2 separate regions of the Mus musculus genome follow, and region 1 is linked to region 2. The links are chromatin contacts, called in public Hi-C maps. All regions are on one chromosome and are shown on one strand. The core of a region is the stretch at or near the end of the contact, and the rest is flanking DNA. Distances in the headings are between cores, read along the strand shown.

Region 1 (2,954 bases), core at 416-2,915, 240 kb after region 2:
TATGCCTGCAGAACCACAGTATCCTAATGATGCTAAGCCCTGAAGAGGACCAGACGTACCAGGAGTCGAAGGCACCAGTAGCAATGGTTCACTACACAGCCTTAGAAAACAAACCAAAACAAACCAAAAACAGTCCTGCAAAGCTAAGGACCCCTTTCCACTCCTGAATGTTATATTCTAAATAAATTCTCATTCATGTGCACAAGGCCTGAGTGCTTACTGGTCATAATTTGTAATGGAAAAGCATAAGAACTATGCAGCTTCCTCTTGCATAAGGCAAGGAATGCACTGGCCTTCATAGGTTGGAAGAGTATGTATCACACACATGCATAAATGCATACACTGAAGCAGAAAAGCCGGCTATAGAAAGACCTGTATGTAATAGTCACACAAACAGGTTCGAAAACATTGTAAGGAATCCTAACTATGGAACTGATTCTGAAATGTTTACTTACAAGAATAAAAAAAAAAAAAATGTGTTTGACATATGGGATATGGATGCACATCCCTGCCTAGGGAAGAGAGTGAAAACAGCATGTAGAGATGATATTCACAATAGCTCGGGTGTTAGTCAGCTCTGAAGAAGAAACTGAGAGTCACAGGAGGACAAACAGCCTTCTTTGTAAGTCACCATTCCCTGGGAAGAAAACGCAGCGACCTGAAGCAAACGTGGCCAACCGGTGCTAAGCGCTCACCGCGTGGCTAGCCTTTCCATTCTCTACATTTCCGGTCCTCATGACTAAACCTTCTATAGTAATGAATGCATTAAACACACAGGAAGGAACCTGCTGTTGCAAAGTAGTGTTTACCTCAGTAGCTTATTTTTAATAACTGGAAAAACGCACACATGATATTTGTGAAACTACTGGAAAATTAATCGTACAGCTGTCACACATTGATATGGAATTCCTGTCAATTTTTTTCCCCTAGGTGTGGTGATGGTGTTAAAAAAAACATTGACATCAGAGATTCCTTTAGGGGAAGATCGTGTGGTGAATATCTGAAATATAAAGGCCTGTGATGCTGTATTTTAATTGTTCAAGCTATATGAAGCAATTCTAGATTAGATTTTGTAACTGGTGTTTATATTTGGTTTTCAGAAGTTACTCTGAGGTATGAATGTGCATCTTAAAGACACTATGTTAAACTTATTTAATCCACACTTAAAGCATTTGTTATAAATTGAAAATAGTTCTACGGTATATTTTATTTGCAGCAATCATATGTGCAAATAACCATCACTAGGCGAATAAAATAAAATGTATTTTTTTAAAGTGCCTTATCTAGTAGAGACATTTATTGAAATGTTCAGGGCTTAATATATACGTATGGAAATGTTTACAATTTACTTTAAATACAGAATTGACGGAGGTGGGAATCTGAATGAAACATGGCGAGCCGAAATGTGGTGATGGTATGTGAGGAATTCCTACACTCCTCTGTTAATTTTGGGTCTGTTTGAAACCGTTTGTGACATATCCAGGTAGACAAGGGGTGTGTTCATCCTAAATAACACAGAGCAGTCAAACCCTGGCATGACTGGGAGGAGGGAAAGAGAAGTCAAGGATGAAGTACCACACAGCTACAGGCGGTATCCGCATGGTACCGGATCTTTCTGCGGCTCCTGGGAGTTTCTAAGCACAACAACAACAGAGCAGGCGGTCTGGAAACCGCCAGCAGCTTGACACTACCCACGCTGAAAGAGTTACGCTTCTCATTTTGCTGAGAGAAGAATCATTCCTCTGCCAGCTGAATAAGGCAGGAAGTCAACCTAGGAATTTTAATGCTGCGTTTACTGCTTGCTGGTTCAGTAGAGGGGAAAGCAGCTGCTAAAACTCTCCAGCATCCCAGACTTGGCCTTTCCCTTTAATCCAGAAGAAGGCAAGCAATTTAGTCAAACACACCCATGCTAATTAGTTCTACCTGCTACTTCGTAATTATGCTATTACCAGATTTTTAAAAATGAAATCCAATTCTTTGTTTTCAGTGCCTATGAATGAGGGTTTTCCCCTCTTGATTAATTACAAAATGACGGATGTTGAAGAATTTGCAGGCCCATCCTTTTTTGAAAAATTGGCTTTCTATTGTGCAATATAGGGTTTTGTTTTGTTTTTTGCTCCATAGTTTTTAATGAGAAACATTAACTTGGTAATTCTCATTTGTTTAAAATGACATTTGCTAAGAAGCCAAATCCTGAAGTATCACTTCTAATTACAGCCTTGAGTTTATGTCTCTCAAAAAGATTATAATTTAAAAAGCACGGTGTAATTGTAATACACAGCAAGTGTGTATGGTTTGAACAAGGTCTCATACCTTGGTTCTCTCCAAGCTTGTTATCATAGCAAAGATTACTACATTTTTAAACATTAAAATGAAAATACTTTAGGAATTACATAATTACAAAAGTAGGAAGTTTATAGGAAAGAGGGAAACATTAAGATTTTTTTTTCTTTTAAATGATTGAAACAGCAATCAAAAGCAAGCCAGGTGTTGTGGGGCATACCTGTAATCCCAACACTGTGGGGAACGAAGCAGAACTACTGTGAAGTTAAAGATTAAACTTCACATGGGGATGAGGGAAGAAAGAGAGAGAGAGAATATGAATATGAATGAAAATGATTATCTCTTTGGAAACATCTCTCTCAAGAGAGCTGACTTAAGGCTGTCTTGTAAATAAGCACAGAAAATGGAGCTATGTACCTGTTGATATTTGTATTTCCTGACCTGTGACCCCAGACCAGAGCTGAAGGAAAGCCACCTAGCAGCCTTTGCTTATCTAGGTGATAAAGATGACCAAGGTTGTCTAGTAAGTTCCTCTTTTGACACAGATCTGTTTCTTTGACAAACAATTCTATTCAAGAAACAACACCCATCTGGCCAGATGATTTTACTCCTTATTAGTGAAAGACAAGAGCAGAAGTCATGTTTGGTAGCCTCGGGTACTCCCTTCAGTC
Region 2 (2,820 bases), core at 80-2,579:
ATCTTTGCTCAGATATTGGAGGAGCACCATGACCTTGCTTTTAGAACCCTCTATTCCCCTTTCCTGTTTTAGAGTCAGAACCTCATGATATAGCTCAGCCTGGCCTCCTGTTTGTGTTCCTCCAGCTTTTGTTAGCCATGGCCTTGAATTATAGGCATGCACCACAATTCCCAGTCCCGTTTCGTTTCCATCTACATTATTTTTTTTCTCCCTATGACCTACCATCTATTTTACACTGAAATACAACACAATAGTGTGAACTCCATTGGGCAGACATTTTGTTTCCATGGTGCCCAGAACAGCCCAGGGATCAGGCTAGACATTGCTAATTAGTTGTGGATGAACAAAGGAAGTTCTTAACCTACCAGCCTCTTTTTCATTTTCTGTTCTCATTATATAGGTATCCATGTGGTAGTTTCCTGAGAACCTGAACTCAAAAGAATCCACATAAAGACAGATGGGGGATTGTCTTGTGAGTAAAGACCTACTGTGTAAGAAGGATAAGGAACAAAGTTTGGATTCTCAGCACCAAAGGAAACCCAGGGTGGGTGTGGAGGCCCACCTGTGATCCTAACCCTGGAAGATGGAAACTGAAGCTCCCCAGAGCAAGCTAACTAGCTAGGTTAACAGAATTGGCGAGCTATGGGTGCAGATGAGAGGCCTTGAATCAATACATAAGGTGGGGAGGGATTGAGGAAGACATCAGACGCCAACTTTGGCCTCTAAACACTGGCATACACATTTTCACATGCACCTTACAAACACATGCATTCATACACATGTGAACATGCAGACATACATACATATTCCACATGCATATCCATGCTGAAGTAAAAACAACAACAACAAAAAAACCAAACACCCCCCCAAAAAAAACCCTGGTCTTAAGGAAAAGGTACTCTTTCTCTCTAATACACAATTGTGTGAAGTCTGATCTTAATATACTGATATTAATTTAAGCATAGCAGGAAAATGTTTGGGAGGTTCTGTAGTGTGAAATAATTAGAATATTAAATCCCACAGGGGTCTACTCCATAATTAATAAGGGCAAGGTTTCTAAATGCAGGAGGCATGCATATGCATGTTTTAAGTGAGTTAAAGGAACAATAGACTTAAGAGCAAGGTTTTAGAATATTCTCTCAGATCTTGCTCATCTGTAGACATAGAAAGTCACACAGTGCCTTGTCATTAGCAAGTGGCTTTCTTCCTAGACAAGAACGTTTATAAATAACACGAGAATTGATTATCAAAAGACCTGCCCCAGCACTGGAAAGAAATGCTTGAGCAGAGAGGAGCCAGGATTCATGAATATACTGGCTCACATTCTTTTCTGCTGGCATGCTTGAGAGGAGGAGCTAAGGCCTTGCTTGCTGAATTAGGGCGAGTTGGCAATGAGAACTCAGAACGCTTTGGCATTTGCTAGTTTGAAGCTTAACCTTCTGAATAGTTGAGTGTAATTACATGTGGTTTCTTAAAAGAGGCTCGAACAAAGCAAATCATTTCAGGAATGTCCTAAAAGACATATTTAGAGGAGCTATGCTTTGGTCCCTGTAGACCTGACTATACCTGTAAACAGACTTCTTCCTCTTGAACTGATGGAATGTTCAACGGCACAAAAGACAGTAATCTTTTCAACTCAAATTCCTCCTGATGCATGGTATCCAACCCACCTAAAATGTTCCTTGCCTGTAATTCTTTAACATATGCAACCTGATCTTATGTACCAAGCCGGGGAAATGAGCAAGGGAGCGTTAACCCAGTGAGGGCCAGTGGAACGGAGCAGTGAACAAAACTTGTGAAAGAGATTTTAATAAAAGAAGATACAGTTACCTAGTGTTTCATTTCAGTATTCACCTGGCAAAAGGCCAGTCTGGGCGTTTAGAAACATACAGGCTTTGTTTCTTAGAAGCCTTTGCAATCTACTCTGTATTGAGTAATTTTTGTGTGTTAGGCAAAGTGCATTACAAATCCTTCGACAAGCTCCATGCGACGAGTACCATCATCATACCTGTTTTGCGTGGGGGTACAGGAGGAAAAGAGAGCCTAGGATACTCTGATGTTCCCCATCAATTGTGGAGCTTGGTCCATATGCTGGTCTTCTGAGAGTCTGTACTCTCAAACACAACAGTCGCTTGAGTCCCAACAAGCTCCATTCAGCACACCACACCCCCTAGTTATCCCTGATAATTACAATTCAGTGACTAATGGCATTCTCTGTAGCCTCCTCTCTCCCAGGAGTATCAGGATGGAGCCAATTCCGCAAGGTCCCTCCGCCTTGAGGTAGTCTGTGGTCACCCTCCAAATGTATTTGCTTTCTGATTCCTTAAGCCTAATGGCACAAAATGCACCGCATGACCATTGTCCTTTATCAGGCCAGTGCATGACTTTGGTAGGTGGGACTGGAGCCAACACTTGTTAGAGGCTGAAATGGCTTTGGTAAAGTGCTTCTAAGGATAAGATGAAATCTTTAAGGATTTGTTCTATTATTTTATGTTCCCAAGGCACAGTGCTGTGGTTTCCTGTATCTTGTCACTTCTAAAGACATCTCTCATTCTACTCTATTGTGATCCCACAGGGTTATTAAGTGGTTCTAAGGGAGAAGAGTGCTGGGAGGGCGAGAGCTGCTTTGTTTCCTTCAGGATACTGGTAGAGGTCTGATTAGGACCCATTCTTACTCAGAGGGGAGACAGAATACAGAATAATACAGATACATTTATCTATATGTGTGGGTGGGGTACCAGGTGGGAGAGAGAGAGCATGAGCATGAGAGAGAGAGAGAGAGAGAGAGAGAGAGAGAGAGAATAAACCTACAGTCATTTT

What was found. A called contact is a pair of places that touch in the nucleus more often than the background predicts.
Region 1: a contact with region 2 is called in a Hi-C map of forebrain, with 2.2 times the contacts expected there. The contact joins two enhancer-like sites. A contact is called at or near these places in 1 of 15 datasets of contacts at CTCF or cohesin (the NIH/3T3 cell line), 10 of 484 Hi-C or Micro-C datasets (3T3-L1-derived adipocytes, cerebral cortex, cortical neurons and 5 more), 7 of 115 datasets of contacts at active chromatin or transcription factors (CD8 T cells, astrocytes, embryonic fibroblasts and 3 more) and 1 of 9 other capture datasets (embryonic stem cells).

Annotation. Positions count from the first base shown.
Region 1 is chr13:97,909,551-97,912,504 of GRCm38.p6, forward strand. All of the region lies in intron 35 of Arhgef28 (Rho guanine nucleotide exchange factor (GEF) 28), which reads right to left. Among named protein-coding and RNA genes, the nearest start is that of Gm34388, 17 kb to the left of the region's middle. Within about 2 kb of position 1,666, at least 62 of the 459 cell types and tissues checked have an H3K27ac peak or open chromatin away from gene starts, as enhancers often do. A contact at or near this core is called in cortical neurons, forebrain and oligodendrocyte precursor cells, where this site is marked.
Region 2 is chr13:97,667,727-97,670,546 of GRCm38.p6, forward strand. No RefSeq gene overlaps it. Among named protein-coding and RNA genes, the nearest start is that of Gm34087, 46 kb to the left of the region's middle. Within about 2 kb of position 1,330, at least 28 of the 459 cell types and tissues checked have an H3K27ac peak or open chromatin away from gene starts, as enhancers often do. A contact at or near this core is called in cortical neurons, forebrain and oligodendrocyte precursor cells, where this site is marked.